2 separate regions of the Mus musculus genome follow, and region 2 is linked to region 1. The links are chromatin contacts, called in public Hi-C maps. All regions are on one chromosome and are shown on one strand. Each heading gives the region's core, a stretch centred on a gene start, on an enhancer-like site or on the middle of the called end of the contact. The rest is flanking DNA. Distances are from core to core; before and after follow the strand shown.

The links. Hi-C and Micro-C count contacts between places; a contact is called where the count stands out from the background.
Region 2: a contact with region 1 is called in a Hi-C map of uterus, with 2.9 times the contacts expected there. The contact joins two enhancer-like sites. A contact is called at or near these places in 2 of 39 promoter capture datasets (cranial neural crest and frontonasal cranial neural crest), 9 of 484 Hi-C or Micro-C datasets (the HL-1 cell line, Sertoli cells, cortical glia and 4 more) and 4 of 115 datasets of contacts at active chromatin or transcription factors (cardiomyocytes, double positive thymocytes, embryonic stem cells and 1 more).

What each region holds. Positions count from the first base shown.
Region 1 is chr6:119,562,198-119,568,416 of GRCm38.p6, forward strand. No RefSeq gene overlaps it. Among named protein-coding and RNA genes, the nearest start is that of Wnt5b, 21 kb to the left of the region's middle. Within about 2 kb of position 3,409, at least 26 of the 459 cell types and tissues checked have an H3K27ac peak or open chromatin away from gene starts, as enhancers often do. A contact at or near this core is called in uterus, where this site is marked.
Region 2 is chr6:119,700,779-119,706,889 of GRCm38.p6, forward strand. The region is part of intron 16 of Erc1 (ELKS/RAB6-interacting/CAST family member 1); the gene reads right to left. Among named protein-coding and RNA genes, the nearest start is that of Erc1, 140 kb to the right of the region's middle. Within about 2 kb of position 4,308, at least 3 of the 459 cell types and tissues checked have an H3K27ac peak or open chromatin away from gene starts, as enhancers often do. A contact at or near this core is called in uterus, where this site is marked.

The DNA of each region.
Region 1 (6,219 bases), core at 2,159-4,658:
TTTGTATCTGGTTCCCCACTAGCCCAATGGCAATTCTGTCCTTCTCCTTAAACCTCATAGTAGAGGGGCACATGGACTGATCAAGGATGCTGTGTGTGCTCATCCCTATAGAGGTAGCCATATTAACACCATTCTTCTAACTCTCATCTTAAAGCCCTAAGAGGGCCACCGTAGGAAAATACTAGTCGCATGAAGTGTGCTTAGCATAAGGCATCAAAGACTGTGTCACAGGTGGCTGGGTACAGAGGGCATTCCTTGGTAAGGTGGTGGGTTCTGAGTGATGGGCTGACTGTGTGCTTGGGTTTGGGAGGTGACACAGCGTGGGCTGCAGGGCCAAGACTTATTTTAGTAACTGGAGTTTCCTCCAGTCAGCAATGACTGATGCAAACCTGGAAATAAACATATCTTTAAACAAGCCGGTGAGGGATGAGGGAGAACATAAATAGTGGGGCTCGTTCAGGAAACTCCTCCACCAGTTCAGCCCAGCTGCAAACAGCTGGGACTTATGTACCAGACATCCAGAAGACATTCCTTTGCGGCCCTTCTGGGAGTAGATTTGACCTTGCGATCCTCCCTGGTCCACAACCTAGCGGGGAGGAGAAGTCTGGCCTACAGGCCAGCACCGTTTCCGTCTGTTTCCTGGCCCTGATCACTGTGCACAGAGGAGGAGAAGAAACATTTTTGTTGTGGTGGTGTGGGTGGGTGGGTGGGTGGGTGTGGGTGTGTGCACGTGCGCGTGCTAAGGAAAAAAATGAGGGAAAGAAAATGAGGCAGTTGCTAGGCAAGTGTTCTGTAGGCATGAGATGGGACAGTCTCAAGAAGCCCCATGGCAGGCAGGTGCAGGGTGGGAAGTGGGGGTGGGGTGAGAAGGAGGAAGGGTACAAACAGGGTCTTTTGACCCCTGGATGTTTCTGCTTGGTGCCTTCACAGGCAAGTGGTCATTGTCACTGTGAGCTGTGTCTCCTTTCCAGCTGCCACTCTGAAGAACAGGAATTCACATACATGACCTTAATAGAAGCCCTGGGGAGAGAGAGAGAGAAATCCCATGGGCTATTTATTTACCTACAAATACATGTATTTGGGAAGTGATTCTAAAGGTTAAAAAGAACTCAGCACCACCCAAGCTCCAGACAGATATTCAGGGCTTCAGACTCCAGGCAGTGGTACCCAGTCCTGGGAGAGTTAGGTGGCCACTCCCAAGCTGGACTAGTGGTTTTAACAGCACAGTATGATAATGCTCTGTGCAAGCAGAAAGGGCCAGTTCCCTGAAGACCTGACAAGCCAGAGCAGCAGTGTAGATGGATCCAGGAACTAAGACTCTCTCTCTCCCTCATAGTTCCCATGCTACCAAAAAAAAAAAAAAAAAAAAAAAAAAAAGTAAAAACTTACATTTATTGGTGTGGGTGTGTCTCTTTGGATGTTCTGGATGTATAGGTACACTAGCAAGCAGGTACTCACGGAGGCCAGAAGAGGGCATAAGAAGCCCTGAAGCTGGAGTTACAAGTGAGTGTGAACCACCTGGTATGGATGCTGGGAATTGAACTCTGGTCCTCTGTAAAAGCTGGAAGCACTCTTTTTGGGGGGTTATTTTACTTATTTACATTTCAAATGTTATCCCCTTTCCAGTTTCTCCTACGCAAAGCCCCTACCTCATTCCCCCTACCCCCTGCTTCTATGAGGGTACACCCTCACCCACCCACTCCCTCCTCACTGCCCTGGCATTCCCCTACTTGGGGCATTGAGCCTTCACAGGACCAAGAACCTCCCTTCCCATTAATGCCAGATAAGGCCATCCTCTGCTGCATATGCAGCTGGAGCCATGGGTCCTTCCATGTGTATTCTTTGGTTGGTGGTTTAGTCCCTGGCAGTTCCAGGGAGGTCTGATTGGTTGATATTGTTGGTCTTCCTGTGGGGTTGCAGCTCCTTCAGTCCTTCCCATAATTCCTCCATTGGGTTCCCCGTGGCTGCGAGCATCTGCATCTGTATTGGTCAGGCTCTGGCAGAGCCTCTCAGGAGACAGCTAACCACCAAGCTATCCTTCCAGCTCCTCTAAGGCTGTTTTGAGGTATCATGCTTTCTCATGTCAGAGCTGGGAGGGGCTCGCTCACACTGTGAATAGTGGGGGGGGGGGCGAGGGCATAGAATGGTGGGTACAGTGCTTAGTGCACAAGCACGAGGACTCTAGTTCCATCCCCAGCACCCACAGAAAAGACTGGGTGTTGTATGCACGGGAAATCCCAATGCTGGAAAGGCTGAGGCAACTTAACCAACAAGTCTGCAGCAACAAGGGACCCTGTCTCAAAAGGGATATGAGCATGGCAGACATAGTATATTTTGTTTGGTTTGGTTTGGTTTTTGTTGTTGTTTTCTTTTTCTTTTCTTTTCTTTTCTTTTCTTTTTTTTTTCTTCGAGACAGGGTTTCTCTGTGTAGCCCTCGATGTCCTTGGAGCTCACTCTGTAGACCAGGCTGGCCTCGAACTCAGAAATCCTCCTGCCTCTGCCTCCCAAGTACTGGGATTAAAGGCGTGTACCACCACGCCCGGCTATTGTTTTGCTTTTCAAGGCAAGGTTTCTTTGTGTAGCCTTGGCTTCTCTGGAACTCACTCTGTAGACCAGGCTGGCTTGACCTCGAATTTACAGAGATCCACCTGCCTCTGCCTCCTGAGTGCTGGGATCAAAGGAGCGCACCACCACCTCCCCGCTCACATTTATTTTTAAAGAATAGACCAGAATGGTCCCTATTCCAGGTGCACAGGGAAGGATGTGAGTGAGCCGTCTGCCCAGGCAAGGATGGGAAAGGTGAAATGCCTGCAGATTCAATGACACAAAATCACAGGGACCTAGTAGGGCAGAGATGTCTTTATGAGTTCTGAGTGTTGGAAAGTAAGTGCTAAGACCAGAAGCTGGGCTGAGTGGAACCTGGGCCTGGTAGGGCCATTAAGGGGAGTGTGGAGCAGACTTGGGCTGGAGAGAAGCATGACTCTTGGCCCTATAATGCTCTTCTGGCTACCCTCACCCTGTCCCAAATAGTATAGTCACTGTAGGACTATGTCTTCGTTTCAGTTTCCATCCAAGCAGGGAACTCACCTTCACCCATGCACCTTGTGCAATGCTGAGCACAGCTCCCACACCCGTGGAAGAGGCGCCTTGTCTTTTGAGGTGAATAGAGACAGAATGGGAGCCTACAGAGGTGACGTGTCCCGCTCTGGCAGGCCTGCTGACTGTCTTTCCTGCTCTTTAGGCAATTGTTCCATGGGTGATTTGGGCCTGTTCTGTGTCTCCCTTACCTTGCTGTAAGTCCTTTAGGCCCAACAGAAACTCTATCAGTCAAGGGAACTGTAGGAGGGGAACTAGGAAGAGGCACTGAGGCCCTCGGGCTCCAGCTGGTCTGCCCTTGGTTGACGCTGCGGCTTGCTCCCAGCCTGCCTTTTCCTCCCACGATTCCTCCTGCATTAGCTCAGTGTAGCATTACCCCAAGGAGCACGCCCAAGTTGGCAAGAGTCACACATTAGGCCGTCTGCCTTTTAACCAAGTTTATGATTTAAATCTTGTGCTCTTAACACCTTCTTTGCAAGCCTCGGAGGGAAACAAAAATGTTGACCTTGTTTATTCATTTCCTCCTTAATATGGAGACCCTTGCTTGGCCGACACCTCTTGTGCATGCATCGGCACAGCTGTGCACATACGCTGGGTGCCACGCTGCGCGCACCCGTGCTCAGGAGGACGCTGGTTCTACTGCAATCCCTGGCAAGTTTCCAGGACATCCAAAACCGCCTGAAGACCAACGTTACCTGCACACTGGATTCCACGATGTTGTTCCCTCTCCTCAAGGCAGGTTCAGCTTCTTAGAAACCTCTGTGGGAATTCCTGGGGGCTGGCTGGGAGGCTCAGGGAATTGGAACAGGGGAGGAGAAGAGGCCCCAGATGGTGAGAGCCTCACCCAGGACCATGAGCACCAGGGTCAGAGCCCAGCTGTCTCCCTCCCAGCTGCTTATCAGGACAGACAGGCTCCACCTGTGGCTCACCACCACAGTAGCATTACTAGGAGCTCCATGGGCTGGGGCTGGGGATGGGGGGCGGACAACATCTCCCACCTGACGTCAGGAAGCCGGAGTGAAAGCTGAGCCAACTGCGGGGAATGAACACGTTGGGATAAGAAACTACTGGGAAGTTTCCAGGTAAGCAAGTCCTTTTATTTGCTTGGTAAGCTCAGATCTGTGCATAGGCCTGTGGAGGACCCAGGAGAAAGAACAGTCCTTGTTTACAAGGGTGTGTGGTCAACGAGGAGATGGGAGAAGGAAAGCAGGCTACTTGTCTTGGAAGGAGAGAGGCGGAGATCAAGGCGCCTTACTCTGTGGCTGAAGGGTGAACAGCTATGTTTGCCTAAGGGTGAATACTCTTAAGCATCCTTGCACATTGGAGTCTGCACAGGGAGCTTGGAAACGTTGCAATGGGCTGTCAGCATTGCTGTGGCTAGAACTCCACGATGGGATGGCCTGGCCAGGCCAGATAATCTCACATTGGGTTCCAGGGTCCCTCTGTCTCATTTGTCACAGCAATGGAAAGCCAGAGGAGGCATCCTTGGGTTCCCATCCTTGTAAATGGGGGCAGTGAGGCCCCGATGCTCAGGCATGCCCATTGGCATCTGGGCTTCCTGCTTCCTAAAGCAGAAACAATATGATTGTTGGCATGTAACTCCCTTGGGGGAGGAACTCTGGCCTACACTCAGGGAACTGCAGGAAAGCAGGCCACAGTCACCAGGAGGCAGACTGGGACATATAAGAGGGAAGATGGTGGTGCCCCCTTCCCTTCTCTGGGAAACTTCATGTTTTAGGCTCTAGCATTCTCATCCTTGGCTGATTTCTCTATTTGGGGGATTTCAGATGGCACGAGGTGGCCCTGGAAGGAGGAAGCAGGTCTGCCCAGAGAGCAGCGTCCTTCCTGAAGGGCAATGCACATTGTCAGCATCTCCATGGGTTGCCGTGGGTTTCCAAAGCAAGCTTTGGCTTTGAAGTGATTTACTATAACAAATGACTGTTAAGTGTCAAGCACACCCTTTTATTGACCCGGGCTTGATGCTTTCTTGTGCATCCTCTCCTGCTGATGTTGTGGGAGTGGAACCCACAGATAGCACACACTAGGCAAGTGCTGGACCTCTGAGACATTTAGGTGGTACATCCTTTTGTTTGCATGTTACAGACATGTGAAGGCTGGAGGTCAAAGGCTTAAGTGACATAACCAGGGATGAGGCCACACACTTTGATGGCAGCAAAGCCTAGCTGGGAACCTGTTCTACATCTGAGCTCCATGTGCACCTGCCTTCATGGTCAAGGTTTGTGCTGGTTCTTTGTCTGAGTAGGGCCAGTCTTCTGTCTGCCTCACTTCAGGACAGCTCCTCCTAGCAGGCAGGGCCTTGTGGGAGGGTCAGCCAGCTGCTGTAGAACCAGCCTGGAGAGAATAACATTCGACAGTGGGCCTGCTCATGGCTGTGGGTGTTCTGTGTGCCTGTATCTTAGTCCACTCACTGATGCTGTAACATGCTGTCGAAGTGCAGTTCTTTAGGAAGAAAGATTGGCTTGGTTGGGAACAGATGGGGCTGCCATCCTCTTGTATCTGGTAGGGTCTTTGTACATGCTAACACAGCAGAAGACACCACATTGGTGATGGTTACTGTGACAGCTAGGGCCTTTTTCCCCATGATGGGATGCCAACTTCATGAACTCACTGAATTGTCTTCCAAAAGCCTTACCTCTAACACCATCAACACAAATTTGGAAGTTTCCAACACATGAACTTTGGGGGCACACAAACCTGCCAAGGTACCCCATGAACCACTGTGTGCTGTGGGGTCAATTGTCTACTCCCACATTGACACAGTAAAGGGGTGATCTATGTACCAAATAACACTGACAAGGTGCTACCAGCTCCTATCATTCCTTCCCAGTAAAGTTTAACCTAAAGGTGGCTAGGACATTAAGTAATTAACTGCTGGTTTTCCAGGAAATTAATGGTGTCCAAAGCCTAACAGAGCAGGAGACCATGTGACTATATTCATCCTGATAGTGAGCAGGTTAACCATCATTTCTGTTTCCTCTGGACTGCCAGCCAGCATTTGGCCCCAATGCCTTCCCCCTTCTGAGGCTGGCAGGACTCTGGTGCAACTGTTCCATTCCCTGACCCTGACCCTCTGATAGAAACACAGGCTCTGTGAGGAGCCAG
Region 2 (6,111 bases), core at 3,058-5,557, 140 kb after region 1:
TAAAAACTGAATGCTTTCCCTCTAAGACTAGAGTGGCTGCTTTCATCATTCTCCTTAACACTGTAATGGAGATGACTGACAGAAACAGATTAACTTCAGGCAATACATGGCTGCTGAGAGAAGGAGACCCAGTCTTCTCCAAGGATGAGTCTCCGATAGGCATTCAGTCCCAAGCAATGAGGCCAAAAAGTATGTACACAGGGCAAGACTAAATGAACTCATCCAGGTTTTATTTATAAATATATTTATATATAAATATCTAAATAATAAATAGTAAACAATAAATTTATATAAAGATATATTCATATATTATATATACATGTATGTATAAAACCGTAATAAAGAATAAGAGATTATAAATTTGTGGGGCAACCGTTAAGAAGGACACATGCTCCACTATGTTCATAGCAGCCTTATTTATAATAGCCAGAAGCTGGAAAGAACCCAGATGCCCCTCAACAGAGGAATGGATACAAAAAATGTGGTACATTTACACAATGGAGTACTACTCAGCTATTAAAAAGAATGAATTTATGAAATTCCTAGCCAAATGGATGGACCTGGAGGGCATCATCCTGAGTGAGGTAACCCAATCACAAAAGAACTCAAATGATATGTACTCACTGATAAGTGGATATTAGCCCAGAAACTTAGTATACCCGAGATATAAGATACAATTTGCAAAACACATGAAATTGAAGAAGAACGAAGACCAAAGTGTGGACACTTGGCCCCTTCTTAGAATTGGGAACAATCACCCATGGAAGGAGTTATAGAGACAAAGTTTGGAGCTGAGACAAAAGGATAGACCATCTAGAGACTGCCATATCCAGGGATCCATCCCATAATCAGCCTCCAAACGATGACACCATTGCATACATTAGCAAGATTTTGCTGAAAGGACCCATATATAGCTGTCTCTTGTGAGACTAGGCCGGGGCCTAACAAACACAGAAGTGGATGCTCACAGTCAGCTATTGGATGGAGCACAGGGCCCCCAATGGAGGAGCTAGAGAAAGTATCCAAGGAGCTAAAGAGATCTGCAACCCTGTAGGTGCAACAACATTATGAACTAACCAGTACCCCGGAGCTCTTGACTCTAACTGCACATGTATCAAAAGATGGCCTAGGCGGCCATCACTGGAAAGAGAGGCCCATTGGACACGCAAACTTTATATGCCCCAGTACAGGGGAATGCCAGGGCCAAAAAATGGGAATGGGTGGGTAGGGAAGTGGGGGGGAGGGTATGGGGGACTTTTGGGATAGCTATACAGTAAAATTAAATGATTTAATTTAAACAGCATTAAAGAGAATGAAAAGCACAGCTATGCATTTCATGAAAGAAATGTAAATGCAAAATTATCATGGAAAAGAAAGGAAACATTGGTGACTCTTCCTTCTTAACTTCAAGGTCCACTGTAAACACAGGTGCAGGGTTAGTATGGATAGAATGGTGGACAAGTCAACCAAAGGAAGGAAGCACAGTCAGAAATGAGAGCTAACTTTTATGGTCAATGGGTTTGGAGTTCCCCTCCATCGCCCTCTTTTCCTTTATAAGATTACTGCTAAGGCAATTCACGGAAGACAAAGGTAAAGTCATCTACACTTTTAATTTTCCATGCTATGAAAGTCCTGACAATATGATACCCTCGTCCTGTACAACCTGCAACACTTTCTGGATTCACTTGGTAGTTTCCTTACACTGTAATTTAATTTGTTCCTCCATATTCAGATTCCCTGTAAACTTTAAAGCCTAAAGATTTCCAAAGACTGGGCTTTGACTTTTTGTTATTTTCGGACAGTGTCCCATCATGAGACGATCACGTAATTTCTATTGTGTCAAAAGGAGATACCTATGACTCACAGTTGCAATATAGTTTCCCAATTATCTTTTAGGAACTTCTTCCATTATCTTCTTTAAAAAATAACGTCTTTATTTTCTGAGAGAAAATATGCTACACTGTGTGAATGGACTCGAGGATACCTGAGGAAGTCAGTTCTTACATGAGTCCCAAGGATCAAACCCAGGTCATCAGACTTGGAAGCAAGCATCCTTATCACCTGAGCCATTTTCCAGTCCCATGTATGATTATCTTAATACTAATATGTGAGGATAAAGCTATTTTAATTATTTAAGGACCACCTATGTAGTTTATTTCTTGAAATCCCAAGTCTAATTTACCCCTAACTGCTTGTTTCTGTTATTTTCTTAATTTCACAGAGCTACACACAAATAAGGATTCAAATCACTTATCCCAGTTCAGCACGCATCTATTACTTTTGTCTCAGCATCTTTTGATACAGTATTGGAACATAATTTATCAAGAATATATTCTAAGATTTATGACTATGTTCGGTTTTATAAATCCTTACTTTACAAAATGTCACAGGTTATTTCCTACTTGGCATCCCTGGTAGATTGAATTAGTGGTTCCAATTATCCACTCCTCTACAGCTTCCCAACCTTCCTAATGCCTCAACCCTTTAAAATAGTTCCTCATTTTGTGGGAACTCCCAACCATAAAATTTCCATTGCTACTTCATAACTGTTTTTTTTTTTTTTGCTACTGTTATACATCGTAATGTAAATGTCTGATGTTACCCCTGTGAAGGGTTGAGAACTACTGTTCTATAGAAACCACATATAGTACCTCCACACTGCTGCCATGATCTCCTGGCTTGGAGAAGACCTTGACTTTGGCTAGGTTGTTTGAGCTGCCTTGAGCAATGGATTGTTAGCTGATGTGACACAGGCTGAGACTACTTTTGGCACTGCCAAATGAACAGTCTTCAAAGTAACTGCTGACCGCAAACCTGTCCTCAAATGAGCCATGTTCCCATTAAGGTTTCTAAGACACCAATATAAATCTCTGGACTTGAAATTTGTGGGAAAGTTTTAATTTTCATTTTTTCAGGTTTTCATTCTCATATTTAACAAGCGTTGCCAAGTACTATTTTACTTGGCATTGATAATTTACTCTAAATGTTCAAATTACTGGCAAAGACACCTATCGTTTTAATTTAACGCTGAGGGACTAGTAGTTAGAAAATACAAGCATTCTAAATCCCATCTACTGAGTACATTCCCTCCTAACAAGCTCACCAGAACCACTGTGGACGCTGTGGTTGCTCTCCTGTAAAAGCAGGGTTAGGTGTCGTGGCCTACTTGCTCGTCCTCCTTGGGCTGCTCTGGGCTGTTTCTTTCTTATTGTCAAATTAAAGCCCCAAATGCAAGCCTAAGAGTTTTCCAAGTATTACTTTTGAACCCTGCCTATTCTTATTCCTGTATTTCCCCTAGCTTCTCATTAACAAAAGTATGTATTTTAACAACACTCAACTGTTTTCCTAGTGTCTAGTGCACCATGTTGAATATGTTCTACTTGAATTCAAAACTTTAACTTCTTGAGTTTCCTGTATTAGTAAAGTACAATGTTCTTAAAGAATGCCCAATTTCCTATGCATTTGAGTGTAGGTTAATAAAGTATTTCTGCCTCTGATCATACATATATCCAAGTAAATTTATTCTTTCCTTAGATTTATTTTTTAAATAAAATAAATAACTAAATAAAACTTTAAAAGTGTGGATGACTGTTTTGCCTACATGCCTGTATGTGTAGCATGTGTGTGCCTGGTGCTTGAGGAGGCGAATGTCAGATCGCCCAGATTTGGAGTTGTGGACAGTTGTGAGCCGTCCGTCATGTGGGGGTTGGTAATCACACCTGGATCATTGCAAACGCAGCAAATGCTCAGGAATGCTGAGCCATCACTCCGGCACCTCCAAATAAGCTGTAATGAATGTTATACACAAAGCAAGAATGGTACCCAGAAACCAGGATTTCCAGCTAATCACTTGATTTGCTGTCTGCTACAAGTCAGGAAAAAAAAAAAAACCCTGAAAGTCAATTTGAATTATCCTGTTTTCTGTTTCCTTTCTGCAACCCAAAAGAACACATTCAGTTAGTGAATCTGCTATCCAGGACCAATCACTCATCAATGGCTGTTGGAAAATTTGGAGTCACTGTCCCTGAGAAATGCAAGTATGACAACTGAGGAAACAGAGAGATAAATCTTACACTAAACAATTAAGAAATTCTCCATCATTTTAAATGTGCTTTGGGTAACAGAGCCATTTTTAAAAAGCAGAAGTTTTAAGATAAACATTCAAAAATCCCTGCCAGAACTGGAATTCAAGCATATAACCTAACTGTCTACAGTAAAATTAGGGCGAAAGCTCAGGTCTGACAGTGTGTGATGCCAACAGGACCAGATGGTTTGTTTAAATCACAAGCTAATAAACTTTTATACAAAACAAAAAGGGAGCAAAGTATGACTCAACCACAGACTATTTTCCTTAAGAAAGCAAAGCAATGGGGAACCTTCCAGTCAGCATCGTTTCCCATCATCCTCTGCTCCATAGCTAAAAGCAAAGGAGACTTTGTAGTTTTCATATTGTTTATGCAGAATCATGGTAGGACCTCCTTGGAAGAATAAATCTGCTTGAAAAAGAAGAAAATGACTAGAAGAGAAGAGGAGTGGTAAAAACAAAACTGAAGCAAAAGGCAGCCCTCAAGATGGCCTAAGGCCTGCAGAGGCGCAGTGAAAAGCAGTCCCATGAAAAGCCTATTAGCTTTCTCAATGTCAACAAGATTCTAAAGTAACCTGCAGCCAGACATGGCGGTGTAAACCTTTAGTCCCAACACTCAGAGACTGAAGCAGGAGAATCTCCATGAGTTTAAGACCCTGTCTTTAAAAAAAGAGAGATTCAACATGTTGTATAATTTAGGAGGAGCTGGAGACAAGAAAAGTACACAGTTAAAGGCTGATAAACATCTGAAATATTTAGAAAAAAAAACAGACAAAAATAAAGGCACAGGCACACACACAGAGAGACTGAGAGAGAGAGAGAGAGAGAGAGAGAGAGGAGATAAAAACTCTCTCTCTCTCCCCTCCCTTCTCTGTCTCTGTCTCTCTCCTCCCTCCCTCACTACTACTTTAGGTTTCTTATAGTTGTTACTAATGGGGATTTAACTAACAGAGCTTTATGATATTATTTACACTACAAATTATTTTCCCAATATTACTTCTTGCTAATGCGAGGTGCTTCTTTGACTAATAGGAAAATATTACTTTGTTTAACTGCTCTGAAAGGCCTTGTTCCAAATCTTTCATATGTATTAGCTACTATAGCTTCACAGGAATTGTATGAAATAGGTATTACTGCTATCATTATAATTTCTATGGAAGAAAAAGGGTTAGTGGCTAAAGTTCTTTGCCAGAGGAAGCAGAGTTGACTGCCACCTGACTTGGTCTTCCCCCCAGTTAGCTTGCTCTACTAAAGTGCATTGGCACTCCCAAGAAATGCTCTCCAACAGGCTTCTACAATTAATTATACCTGTTGACTTATTCCTAGGCATATCCCCACATCCAACAAGGTATCTTTCTTCCATTATTCTCCTGCCAAAAAAAATACTTGACTCCTACCACTGAAAGATACCATGCTGTGCATCAAAGACTATCTCTATACTGTGTGCTACAGTCACCAATTACAAAACTTAACTGTAAGCCAAGAATATACTATGCAAAAGAGTACAAGATGTCATGAAAATATATAGCACAAGGTCCTGGTGTTGTCCCAGGCCCTAAGATGGGGAAGAAAAAAGCATTATAGTTGTCCCTGTGTACAACAGCAGTAACACGGGAAAACATACCCCAAAGAATTAAATTATCAGAATATCAGAAACTCCAGAACAAGGAAGTAAAGATGCTAGCGTGACAGAGAAGAAAGAATAGACAAAGAAGGATCTTGGGCTGTATTAAGAGACCCCTCTGCCATTTGAAATGTTAATGGGGGAAAGGGAGGTAACAAAGGGATCTAACAGAGGAACAAGGATTTAGAAACTTAAGACAATTATCAGAATGATGGGCAAGAAAGTGGAAGAGAATAGAGACAGAAGGGAGAGCAAGACAAATGGGCTAAGATGAAATAAAAAGAGACTGAACTACAATCAAATGGAAGTGAGAGCGTGGTGTATGAGGAACGCAAGGCAAGGAACAATGATGAGAGTGGGTGAAGGTGGAGACAGACTAGATCAAACTAGATCAAAGCAAGGT